2 separate regions of the Lactuca sativa genome follow, and region 2 is linked to region 1. A link is a contact called in public Hi-C data. All regions are on one chromosome and are shown on one strand. The core of a region is the stretch at or near the end of the contact, and the rest is flanking DNA. Distances in the headings are between cores, read along the strand shown. Region 1 holds the start of LOC111899929 (putative ubiquitin-conjugating enzyme E2 38). Region 2 holds the start of LOC111899892 (probable serine/threonine-protein kinase At1g54610).

The links. Hi-C and Micro-C count contacts between places; a contact is called where the count stands out from the background.
Region 2: a Hi-C map of seed shows a contact between it and region 1, with 8 times the contacts expected there. The contact joins the promoter of LOC111899892 here to the promoter of LOC111899929 in region 1. A contact is called at or near these places in 3 of 4 Hi-C or Micro-C datasets (leaf and seed).

What each region holds. Positions count from the first base shown.
Region 1 is chr4:109,331,653-109,338,566 of Lsat_Salinas_v11, reverse strand. LOC111899929 (putative ubiquitin-conjugating enzyme E2 38) reads left to right here and starts at 3,557. Exons shown (of 6, transcript XM_023895818.3): 1 at 3,557-3,895; 2 at 5,058-5,612; 3 at 5,907-5,970; 4 at 6,089-6,228; 5 at 6,310-6,621; 6 at 6,738-6,914. The coding sequence starts at 3,830.
Region 2 is chr4:109,611,692-109,618,605 of Lsat_Salinas_v11, reverse strand. LOC111899892 (probable serine/threonine-protein kinase At1g54610) reads right to left here and starts at 3,391. Exons shown (of 8, transcript XM_023895791.2): 1 at 2,534-3,391; 2 at 2,173-2,457; 3 at 1,768-2,085; 4 at 1,444-1,671; 5 at 1,004-1,104; 6 at 752-863; 7 at 162-635; 8 at 1-80. The coding sequence starts at 2,929.

The DNA.
Region 1 (6,914 bases), core at 2,308-4,807:
TCACTTGTTTTGTAGTGTTTTTTTGTTGGTAACTTAACAAATGACAATTTCTCGTTCTTGTCGAGTGAGCACAACTTATCCTGCCTACTTTCTTCCAATGTATGGAATCTTATATCCTTAAGACTTTGATAAGTTTCTAGTTCTCCCATTCCAATCAACAAATAAGTAGTTTGGTGATGGAAAATATTTGACCGTATGTCTCCTTTCTCGAATGGACCTTCACGGTATACCCAAAGCTATGGTTTTAATGGCTTCGTTCTTAGTGTCCTCGACTTCGTTGCCTGAAGACAACACTTCGCTCTCACTCACACATGTATTTCTAGATGCTTTTCTCCCATTACAAGATCATGATCATAAGATCATACCGAGATCAAAAGATTCTATTAAAATAATTTAGCCGTTAAATTTGCTTGTAAAGTTCTATTTTTGCAATATCCGTTATAGCTTGATGTTAATCGAGGCATCGATAGTAGAATCAACTTTAACATTTTAAACATAGATATTGTAGATGCAAACCACAACAATCAGGAAGAAAACACATTTAGTAAAAAAAAAAAAACAAGATGATTATGACCATACATCTAAAGGCATAACTCACAAAGAGACTTATTTATGTGAAACGGTCATCTACCTAATTTGAGATGAATGTATGAAGCTATGACATAAATTATAAACTTTCTATTGTTCTAATGTTTAAATTACTAAATACTTAACTAGAATAAAGATTAAAAAACATAATCAGACCGAGATAAGATCTTACGATTCTAATTAGTGATTCATAATAATCTTAATATAGTTAAGATTTGTAGGATCTCTAAAATCAATATCACAATCTTATTTAAAAACATAGATAAAACAATTTAACATTTTCACTTTATGTTTAAAAAAAGAGTAATTCCATAGGCATCCTTGCTAATTGCACTCCCTTTTAACTTTTTGTTTTTAGTTGTTTTTTTCTTTAGTCTATTTAGTCTTTTATTGTTTTTTTCTTTTTTTAATATTATTTAATATATTTGATTTATTATTGTTATTACTAAAAAAATATTATAAATAACAATAATATGAATAATATTAATAAATCAAAGTTTATTTTTTATTTATCATCGAATATACTGACAGTTTGAGTATTATAATTGTATGATGCATTATGTGTATTATGCGGAACATAAACATACAATCGAGAACTATAAAAGGTTTCCCATTTAGCATAATGTTGAATGTTTTGATCTGTAAATGCTTCCCCTATAGTTCAGACTATTCATATGTTATTTTTCCGACTATTGTTGTGTTATTTTTTGTTTGGACTATTCATATGTTATTTCTTATTCGGACTATCATTATGTTATTTTTTTGGTTTGGACTACCATTGTGTTATTTTTTGGTCGGATTATCCATATGTTATTTTTGTCGTTTAGACTATCCTTATGTATAGTGGTTCAATTTTAGATGAAAACCATAACCGAACCATATGTATTCGGTTAATCAAAATTAAAAACCGTACCATATCTTTTAGTAATGGTTCAGTTAAAATGATTCAGTTATATCAATTAATTTAGTTATGATTCGGTTTTACGGTTAATATGCTTACTTCTAAGGGAATATGACTTATTAAGGTAATTAACTTTTCGGTATGTTCACATCTAGGTAACTATCTTTTTTTTGTACACATATAGGTAACAAACTTGTTGGAAGTGTTCACATATGACCATTATGACCTGCTATAGCAGGTTAAATCCTAGATGTGAATGCTTTCAACAAGTTCGTTACCTAGATGTGTACAAAAAAATAGTTACCCAAACATGAACAAAAGGAAAAGTAAAAATTAAATTACACGAATGGTCCCTGTGGTTTGGGAGAATTTGTGTTTTTTTGTCCCTAACTTATTTTTTTAAACTTGGATGGTCTCTATTGTTTACTTTTGTTGCACGTTTGGTCTCTGTCTTTCTTAAAAATACTATTGTGCCCTTATTAATTTATTTTTTAATTAATTTTCTTATTTATGTATTTATTTTTTACATATTTAAAATTTTAATAGACCCCACATATTTGTATCTCTCCTCGGATGATCCCTACTGTTTATTTTTTAATTAATTTATTTTTTTTTTAACTCGGATGGTCTCTACTGTTTAATTTTGTTACGATCTTGGTCTCTGTCTTACCTAAAAAGACTATTGTGCTCTTATTAATTAATTTTCTTGTTTATGTACTTATGCTTTCTATATTTAAGTAAATTTAATAGACCCCACATATCTGTATCTCCTCACCATCCCATCTCTCTTCCTTCTCAACATTTATTTATTTTCCATCTTTAGTGATATTGACGTCTTCATCATCCCTTCTTTTTTCGGTCATTTAACTCCGTCGAATCAACACCACAACCTACTAAAGATGAAGAAACAGTAGGTTATGGTGCTGCTTTGCCAGAGTTGAAGTACCAAAAAACGAAGGATGGTGAAGACGTCGATATTACTAAAGATGGAAAAGAAATAGAAGTTGGGAACGATGAGAGATGGGATGGTGACCGGTAAGACTCAATTTAAAGTTCTCAAATCTGGTTTCAAGTTTACGGTGAGGAAATACACATATGTGGGGTATATTAATTTTTTTAAATATTTAAAAAATAAATACATAAATAAGAAAATTAATTAAAAAATAAATTAATAAGGGAAAAATAGTCTTTCTAGGTAAGACAGGGACCAAAACCGTAACAAAATATACAGTACGAACCATCCGAGTTAAAAAAATAAATTAATTAAAAAATAAACAGTAGGGTTCATCCGAGGAGAGATACAAATATGTGGGGTCTATTAATTTTTTTAAATATGTAAAAAATAAATACATAAATAAGAAAATTAATTAATAATTAAATTAATAAGGGCATAATAGTCTTTTTAAGAAAGACAGTGACCAAACGCGCAACAAAAATAAACAATATGGACCATCCAAGTTAAAAAGAAAAAAGTTAGGGACCAAACACACAAATTCTCCCAAACCACAGGGACCATTCGTTTAATTTAATTTTTACTTTTCGTTTTGTTCATATTTGGGTAACTATTTTTTTTATACACATCTAGGTAACGAACTTGTTGAAAGCGTTCACATCTAGGATTTAACCTGCTATAGCAGGTCATAATGGTTATATGTGAACACTTCCAACAAGTTTGTTACCTAGATGTGTACAAAAAAAAAATAGTTACCCAGATATGAACATTCCGAAAAGTTAATTACCTTAACAAGTCATATTCCCTACTTCTAATTATAGATTTAGGAGAGATGCAATTAGAATTGTTGGATACTTATTATTACGTATAGCAATACCATTGATAAATTGTTTGTCATCGTATTCAAATATTTATTTGAATAAACTTAAATGATATATCAAAAAAAAAAATTATAACTACCTATTCGATTTTTATGTAAAATATTCCGAACATATATCGCTTATTTTATGTGTTCCGTAACTGGGTGAGCGACACGTCGTTATCTTTTTTTAATTTATGGTAAGTTGGTAACCGAGCATACAGAGTTGAGTAATTACTTAACAATTTCACCATCCTTTCACTTCCTGCGTAAGTTAGCGGTCTTCCCCTTGAACGCGCGAATAGAAGAACCATCGAGCGCGCACACACACACTTCACTTCTACTTTCTCTCTCCAACTACAAGTCTCTGATCCTTTTGCCCTGTTTTTCTCTCTGTCTTTCTCTCATGAATTGGAGTTTGATATGATCTAATTCAATTTTGCGTAAAATTGGCCTGTTTTTTGTTTTGTTTGGTTTTGGTATTTACATATTCTAGGGTTTTGATTCGATTTGATCACTAAGTGCGGAGATGGAAGTTGCAATCGAGGGTTTGGATTCTGATGTTTCTATTCTGAAGAAAGTTAAACATGATGAGGTATTGTTTCCGTTAAATTAAATTTTAGTTTCTATTATATTTTTTATTCATGCACCAATTGTTCGTGGCTAAGTTTTCCCCTTCGATGATCATGTTTCATCTGCATGATTTGTTGAATTTTATCTTGTTTGCCTTAATTTTTTTTGTATTCATCTCGCTTACAAGCTAATCGTTGGCTTAGGTTTCTTTCTATTTTGTGTGTGTGGGGTGGATCATGAACATGAGGGGACAATTATTATTTTTTAATTTAAATTTTATGCAAATATGTTCATGTGAGAATAGAATCTGTTTCCAACTGTAACTAGGATCTGTGAAAAAAGTTTTGAGATTTTGATCTATTTTGATTTGCTTTTGGTTCGTTATTCCCCTTTTCTATTTTGAATTGCTACAATGAAGACCCATTAAAGAGAGAGAAAAGATCGTGGTTTCTTTGGGTATAATGTCAAATCATACCTTTTAATACAGGTATGAGACATCTGTTTTGACTCTATAGAGATTAGTCTTAGGGAAAATCAGCCTATTTCTTTGGCATTTAGTTGTTGAGCACTACTATTGCATTATGTGAACAAGGTGAAACTTTTGGTAGTAATACATTGGGGCTTTATGTAGTGAGCAAGGTAAGATGATAAAGAAACATAGAGATTGGCGATGAATGTTTTAAGCTTTTAAACATCATAGATCATAGAGGTTGGAAGTAATACATCACTATCTGTTCAGTATAAGCCTATATCTAATTATTATTACAGTTTCTTTGCAGTTTACTTTTGTGAGTAAATTGTAGTGTAACCATAAGGATTTGATACTTTTATTGATCATCACAGTGATATTCTTTTGTTCAAACTAAGATAAATTGAAGTACACCACTTTATTTCATTAATTTTGCTTACAATAACATCCTACATCCATTTATTCCTATTACAACACTATACTTTGAGAATCTAACCAATTCTAGCAATGTCATCAAAGTATACAAAGCAGTTTTCATTAATATGGGTAGATTTTTCAAAATACAACACCTTAACAAATAACATGAAACAAGAAACAAAATAGAAAATACAATATAAACAGAAAGATGTGAAAGTATGATGCTGTAATATACAAAAAAGGGTTTCAAATGTGTTATTTCGGAAATTCTGGATAAAACTTTGTTATTCTTTAACAGGAAGTCTTGAATCCTACTAGTGAAGGTGGATCATCTGTATCACTAAGCTCAGGAAACATCAATTCAGATACATCATACCATGATGATGACAATGAGGGAGATGACATGGTTGATGAAGAAGAAGAAGAAGAAGAAGATGATGCCTTTGATTATGATGATGATGGGGATTATATGTTTGAAAACATAGAAGAGGAAGAAGAAGATCATTATTTGAGCATGCAAGCTCAATTTGATAATGTTGATTTGCCACCTGGCGTGGAAGCATCTTTCTCCTGGTTGAAGGATCCTGTCCCTAGCACAAGTGTGACAGGTGGCGCGAGCTATACAGGCGCCATGGATCCTCAAAAAATACAAGAAATTAGCATCAGCAAAGGTAAGGATGTTGCTAGTAGCAGTTCAACTGTTGTTCAAGAAGCTGTTTCAGGATCTGTGGAGAAGAAGGAAGAGGTGGTGGAAGTGGAATCCATGAAAAAGTTTGAAGAATTTAAATTGTTCGACATTGTTAATGATTATTCTGATCATCACTTCAACTCTGCTGGCTTTCAAGGGCAACAGGTAATCAATCTCCATCAATTCAATTGCAATTTATTACCCAAGTTGTGTAATTTTACATTTATCCTTTACACTTTAATAATAATGGAAATGGAAATAATAAAGTGTTACTATTGTTTAAAAATAAAAAGTTAAAATGTACAATTTCTAAGTTATCATACTTTTCTGTATTTTTAAAATTGAAAGGCTGGTAGCAAGTTTCAGAATACACATCTTTCTATCATGTTGAATTGTTTGTCACTTCACTTGGATTAATTATTTTTATTTTTTTTGAAATGATGTTGATCCTTGTGGTAGCCTCCCAAGAGTTGGACAAAGAAAATCCAGGACGAATGGAAAATACTAGAGAAAGACTTACCTGGTGAGTCAATGTTGTGGTTTTATTATAGTTGTAAATAGTGATGTTTTATTATATGTATAAAAGGTCATTGGTTATAAGTAAATAATGTATAGATTGTTTTTTTTTTTTTTAAATATAGATAGTATATTTGTTCGGGCATATGAAACAAGGATGGACCTTTTAAGGGCTGTGATGATAGGACCCGCAGGCACACCCTACCATGATGGTCTCTTTGTCTTTGATGTTCATTTTCCTCCCAACTATCCAGACATACCCCCGGTAGGTACATTTGTTGTCCGGTGCAAATAAAAAGACGAAAATACCCCTCCCCTAAGTAAGTAATGGTTTTGAGTTTGACAGATGGTTTATTACTACTCTGGTGGGCTGCGGCTGAATCCAAACCTGTATGATTGTGGGAAAGTGTGTCTGAGCCTTTTGAACACGTGGACTGGGAAAGGGAACGAGAAGTGGATGCCAAAAAAGTCAACGATGCTGCAGGTGTTGGTGTCTATACAAGCACTCATTCTGAATGCAAACCCGTTTTTCAATGAGCCTGGGTATGATAACATGTATACCGGAGCTGAAGGAGAGAAGAAATCCAGGACCTATAATGAAGAAATCTTCATTTTATCATTGAAAACAATGATGTATACACTCAGGAGACCCCCAAAGGTATTCTATTCTCTGATATGCACATATATTATGTACCTACGATTTGTTAGTTGGTTGATGGTAGGTATTGGTATTTCTATGAATGTAATAAGTTAAGTATTTTGATATTTTTGCAGCACTTTGAGGAGCTTGTTGCGGGTCATTTCCGTACGCGTGCACATGCCATCTTGTCGGCATGCAGAGGGTATATGGAAGGTGTTCCGGTGGGTGGGGGTGGGGGTGGTTTGATAGGCGAAGGAGGATCAAAGTCGTTCAAGGCAGCGGTTGGTAAAATGTTGAATGGTCTTGTTTCA
Region 2 (6,914 bases), core at 2,142-4,641, 280 kb before region 1:
ATCTGGTCCACATTTGCATTTGATGAACCCAATGGACCCGAGAAATGGATCTTGTTGTTTCCCTTGTATCCATGACCATTCTATAATAATCAAACACCATATTAAGTATCACTCTACTTTCCTTCATTTGTAGATATAATATATATAAATATATAACTCACCTGAGCAGGTTCCTTAGTACTAGATCTTCCACTTTCCATGTATCTCCGGGAAAGGTCTTTCCGATCATGCTTTCCGGAGTGTCCAAATTCTTGGGTGAACTCCGATAGTCTTCCCATTTGATTTGTTGGATCTAATTGTGAAGAATTACAATTAGAATTAGAATTAGACACACGTTTTTCACGATCTTCAGCTGATAATATCCGCGAGCTCACTAAACCCGAGAGCGAAGATAAATCAGCTCGGCTCGTGATTGAGACGTCGTCGTATTTCTTTCCTGATTTTGTCCATGAATCCGCAACCAACGGGCCGGAATAGGATTCCCGCATTGGTGGGTGTGGTTTGGAATCGCTGATTGAATCTTTCGAGTAATGGGAAAGTCTAGGGTTTTCGATTGGGAAACCGGAAGCCGTGTCGTCTTTGTTACGGGAGAAGTACTCGCTTCTGCTCTTTGAGTTTGCTCGGTCTTGCCTTCTCTGTAAAGGAATTGGATTCAAGTGTTGTTAACAAATAAGGAAATAATTAATAATCATAAATAAATAAATAAATAAATAATAGTTTAGTGGATAAATTGATAAAATGGTTAAAGTACCTGCATCGATGCAGCTAACTCAGCATTGGCATCAGGAGCTGGAACTGCCCGAGGGTCTTTCGGTCCTCGGCTTTCCTTTTCCACCTTTTGGCCCTTATATTCCGCTCTTTGTCTACACAACATTTTCAGTGATTAGAAAGTTGATTTAATCAAGAGTTATCCATTCCATTCCAATGGAATGAACCATTCCATTCCTTCACAAGTTCCATAACTTAGTGTGGTAAATAGTATAAAATGAATACATGCACATACCTTCTAGCTTCTTCCTCCCTCAGTTTTGCATCAATTTCTTTGCTGGGAGGATATTTTGGCAAACTTGAAGGATCACAAGCATGTGGTTTTGTTGTAAAGAACTGCAATAATATTAAAATCATATATAAGTCATCTGAATGTTTAGTTTTAGTCTATCATAAGAAATTGAAAAGAATTAACAAAATTGAAAGGTGGCTTAAAACAGTAGGTATAGGTTAAATCTTTTTTTTTTAAATCAAAACCAGGTAACCAGGAAATATGGTTTAAATGGGTAAAAGTAATGGTTTAATCACAACAGAACACAGTTAAAGCCTAAATTGATATAATGATTAAGTAAAAGTTCTTTTCTTTATTGTTCCCTTTAAAACATATCCAATGACTGATGTGTTCATTATTTCCTGAATTTTATGTATTACTTGTGCTATTTTGTGGCCCATTACCTCACTCTTAAGAGCAAATAATGCTGTTCCTCTTTGTGAAGGATCTATTGCAAGTAACATCTCCATAAGACTGATAGCAACAGGAGGAACATCTTTAAAAGTTTCTTCAATTCGACATCTGTAAGGTTGTGTAGGTTTAAACACTGCTGAATGACGTAATTTTGATTTTCTCCAATAATCCTCAGATGGTGAACCACAAAGTTTGAATATTTTATGCAATTGCTCCACCTACAAAAGAGAAATCATAAGTCAAAAGAGTAACCAAGAGGAAGATCAGTTCATAGAATGTTTTTGGAAGGAATGGAATCTGTCAAGTTTTTAGACCTCTGTTCGACCAGGCATGATAGGTTTTCCAGCATATAACTCTCCAAGAATGCATCCTGTGCTCCACAAGTCCACTGCAACTCCATAATGAGTTGCTCCAAGAAGAAGTTCAGGTGGTCGATACCAAAGAGTCACAACTCGGCTAGTTAATGGCACATTTTCCCGATGATCAAAAAAACTTGCTAAACCAAAATCTGCAATCTTCAAGATTCCATGATTGTCTATCAAAAGATTTGACCCTTTTATGTCACGGTGTAAAACACCACGACTATGGCAATGCTCAAGTCCACTTAGCAGTTGTTGCATGTAGCATTTAACCTACAATACAAGAATGCATCCATCATCCATGTAACATTATGTATCCAGAAAACTCGAGAAGAAGAAGAAAAAAGAATCTGAGTCTACCTGTGGTTCTGTGAACTTAGCCCCAGGTAAAGATGCAAGTCCAGTAAGATCATGTTCCATATACTCAAAAACCAGGTATAAGCTACATGAAGTGCGTGAAGTGACCATTCCTTCAAGCTTGATTATATTGGGATGATCAAGCCTTCGCAAGATAAGAATCTCTCTCGCCATAAACTTCACACTTTCAGGATCCATGTTATCAAAACGCACTCTTTTTAAAGCAACAACTTTATTGTTAGTGAGATCACGAGCCTTGTAGACACTGCTATAAGTTCCTTGACCAATCTGCATCAAAACAATCAGATTCAGAACGTATTCAGCGCCTGAGATATCAAATTTGGCAAAAGTTTCATAAATATACCTTTTCAAGTTTCTCGAATGTATCTGCTCGGCGAGGTAACCATCCATTGATGGCTTCACCAGCTACAGCAGCAAGCCAAGAAGGCCAACCTGCCACGACTTGTTCACCTTCTATAGCTTTTGGAATAGTCCCTATACCCGGAATATTAGCAATAAACACTTCTGACACGTCTCTCTTCTTCTCGTAATGATCATCACGAACACGTCGTGAAGAATTCAATCTCTTGTCGATGGATCCAGTTCTTACCTCACCTCTATTCTTCACCCTAAAACTTTCTACCCTTTTAGACCGCGATCCGCGCGATTCTGATGAAGCTTTACTCGGTACTCTCTCCCTTGAACTCGAACTCCCTCTGCCATCATCGATGGCAGCAGGCTTACCACAAATCCCACCCATTAAATCCCCAAAACTAAGTGCCAATCACAGCTATAGAAAAACCCAATCAAGCTAATCAAAAAACAACGATTTCACTTCTGTGGATGTGCGTCGGTTAAGCATAATCATTACCGACCAACATCATACAAAACGAAATTCAATCCGGCGCTTGATATAGTACAAAACTGATGATACCTTTAGACCTGATTTGAATGAAAACCCAAAATTAGGGTTTTGATGTGCTCTCCAAAATCAAAGAATTCGTGCAACTATTTTCCGTGGATGAGAGTCAAAATTGAACACTTTTACTTGCTCGTATGCATCAACGCGCTTTCAGATATAAATATCGATAGACAACACTCTTTGCCGGCATGGCCGAGTCAAAGAGTTGAACTCTCTCTCTCTCTCTCTCTCTCTCTCTCTCTCGAATGTTAAAAAAACAGTCAGAGGATAAATGGTCTCTCTTTCCTCTCTCTCTCTCTCTCTCTGCAAAGAATGTTGTTTATAGAATATATCATTTTACTCCCATACACTATAGTGTATGTTTGTTTTGACCCCTGAATTACCATTTGTACTAATAATAATACATTATGTCATATTGTGGCCTTGTGGGCACTTGAATAGACCTTCTAGACCTAACAAATATGAGACAGATGTTATGTGACAAACCTGATAGTCTATTGGTCCATATCGAACCAAAGATTTTCTAGACAAATCAGCGAGTATCGATCTTTTTTAAGGTTTTGTAAATGTATTTTTGTAATTTGTTATTTTTTGTAAATTCTGTTTTTTATAAACTTTGAACGTATAATTATATAAGTATTTCATTTGGAAATTCTAATATTTTGTATTATATAAGTTTTAAAGTAAAACTATGATAAATTAATAATTATTATAAATCCATGGTTAAGCTTAAAAAATGAGTTTTTTAACTTATTAATGTTTCCATACTCGTATAAGTTAAAATGAATGTTTGGATAGACTGTTTTTTAAAAATGACTTAGAGTGAAACCAGAGATAAGTCATTTTTTATAAGTTATTAACCCCTAGCTTATCAAAACTTTGTATAATAATTGTCCGACATCTCTGTGAAGCTTTTTTTTTTTTTTTTTATCATTTTACCAAACACTAAAAAGGCTTATCATTTTATAGTGTTTTGACATAGGATAAGCTAATTCAAACATTTTTTTAAAAACTTCGTTTTGACGCCGCTATAAACTAATAAGCTATAAATTAAAAAGTAATAAGCATTTTTAATAAGCTTAACCAAACACCCTCATACTAAATCGGTAACTTATAATTAGTTATAGTAGGATCTGTGATAAAATTTACCATGAAAGTTCGTTTTGTTACCATTTGATTACTCAACATCAAAATTAATTGAATTGAACTTTAAAATCAGAATTTTGACACTATTTATCTATTCGAACTTGTTTTATGCGGTTTGTCTTGTTACTTGTCAACATGGATCCATAGGGAATGATGTGACATCCTACATGGAAAATCATACGATTTTAATATTTGGAAGGGCCTTAAACATTGTTGTTTTGGGGTTGTTATTGCATGGGGGCTATGTGAGTGGTCACTTTACCTTTTGAGTCATACCACGACCAAATCTCTCTTCTCCTTTCTCTATAAGGGTCATAATTTGTATTGATTTGTTATGAAGTTAGGGTCTTCAATTTGAAGCAATTGTTGGTTATACCTTTGTATTTTGGTTATTCGAAGTCGTATACAATTTCATAAAAATGAAGTCTGGAAGTAAAAGTAAATGTGATTTTGCAACGGATATGAACTACCATGGATTTTCATTCCAAATCCTCTATAATATTGTAACATTCAAGTTTGGTAACTTTCAATTTAACCCCTCCCCCCCCCCCCCTTTTTTTTATTGAAAAACCTTGCACTTTGGTCCTTTAGCTAGTACACGGGGCATACTAAGTGGTACGCTTGGCGTACTAGCCCGATGATTTGTCGCGGATTCCACCCACGTGGGGCATACGTGGAGTACGCATAGCGTACACAGGTATGGGACAAACCCTAATTTTTAGGGTTTATGCCCTATTTAAACATCTTAAACCCACCTCCTTAACATTTTAGACCAACTTCCATCCTCCTTGTCCCAGAGAACGAAACCCTAAGTGTGTTAGTGAGTTTTTAAGCTTGATAAAGTGATTTTTTTTAGTGTTTTAAGGTGAAGAAGAAGATAAGCCCTTGGAGAAGTTGATTGAGGTGATCCAGGATCACCTTCACATTTGCAAGCTTTTTGAGGTAAAAAGCTCACACCTTTATGTTCATTTATGATAGATCTTCTATATGGTGTTTCTTGGGCATTTTTTACCCTTTTATGTTAAAGGTGGGCTTTTGATCTACTCCAGAAGTAATGGATGCTAGATCTTAGCTCCATTCAATCCCCATGATCATAAAAATGTAAACTTTATGGTGTATTTTGACCTAAACAGTTAATATCGGCGATTTCCAGGTGGGATATCAGTTATCGGTACTTTTCAAAATAGCGGTGTCAAATATTGGTATGAAATATCGGACCACAAATATCGGTGATATTTACCGATATTTAACCGATATTTCTAGGTGATTTCCAGGTGGGATATCGGTTAAGTAATTTTACTTGCTTTTTTAGTGTTAAGTCACGACCTTAAATCTTATGGACTTAACTTAAATGAACCTGCTATTATGTTAAGTACTTAATTGTTAGTTTTAGGTCATAGACTCATGTTTTAAGTATTAATCGATCTTATTGTTATGTTAATTGTTACATACTTAAGTGTTAACTTGCTAGTTTCTATAGGTTTGATCATGTTGATGTGTTAAGTAAATAATTCTTAAATGATGATGATGATATTAGGGTTGATGTGGATGATCTAGATATAATAATTGGTTGCCTTGGTTGATGTGGACTTGGAGGAAGATCCCATGGCTTACGTAAGATTATGTTTCAAACATTGACGGTTTTGAATTTTGACTTTTTATATTACTTTTATATATGTTTTATGTTGATATATATTAATTATGCATGATATAAAAGTACTGATATCCCACCGCGATAACCTATATCCCAAATATCGCCCCTTGACCGATATTTGATTTTGGACCGCTATAACTGCCTAGATTTTGACCCATGCATGTATTAAGACCTTTGTTAAGCCCTTTTTAAGCTCTTGAGCCCCATTAAGCCATGAATGCATGTAAACTTGCCAACTTTATGTGATAAGTCATATTTAAGGACCATATATGAGAGTTTAGATAAAGGACTTAGCGGGTTAAGTGCTTAATGGAGTAAGTTGACACACTGAGGATTACGCAGGGCATACCCAACTGGTACGATGCGCGTACTAGCCCCAGCTGGAGTACGTTAAGCGTACGAGCTGAGTACGCAGATGGTCTTTTAGGCTTAACGTCATCGGTATTGGGCCATAGTGTGGATTTGGAAGTTTAGGCCTAGTTGGGCCATTAGGCCTCTATTTTAGGCTTTGGGCTAGCATGTTGGGCTTCCTTGGATTTTAGGTCCATGATGGGTCCAAATTGGGTCATATATTAGGCTTTAGGATTTGGGCCTTTGAATGGTTGAGTTGGGCCTTGGTTTTGGGTCAAGTTAGATAAAAGGTAAATTGGTCTTTTACCCTGGTTATGGGCCAAATAGTTTAGACTTTTGGTTATCGATTGAAATCCGATTAATAATTGGATATTGTTGGTTTTGATAACATGGGAATTTTTTCGGGCCAGCAATCAAAGATTCTTTCGAATGATTCAGCAGCTTGAGGTGAGTTTCCTCACTGTGTTTAGCGGGTTGAAGGCACCAATGTCGGACCATGGTTTATTATTGTTAGGATGCTAGATGTCTACATGACTTGCATGTGTTATGTGTTGGTATGCTTACCGTGCAAGGCTCGATGTTGGGCGGACCCCGATGACTGTACTATATGTTATTATCTTTGTGATTAACGTATGTGTTTGTATGATTATATGTTTATATGTTCATATGTAT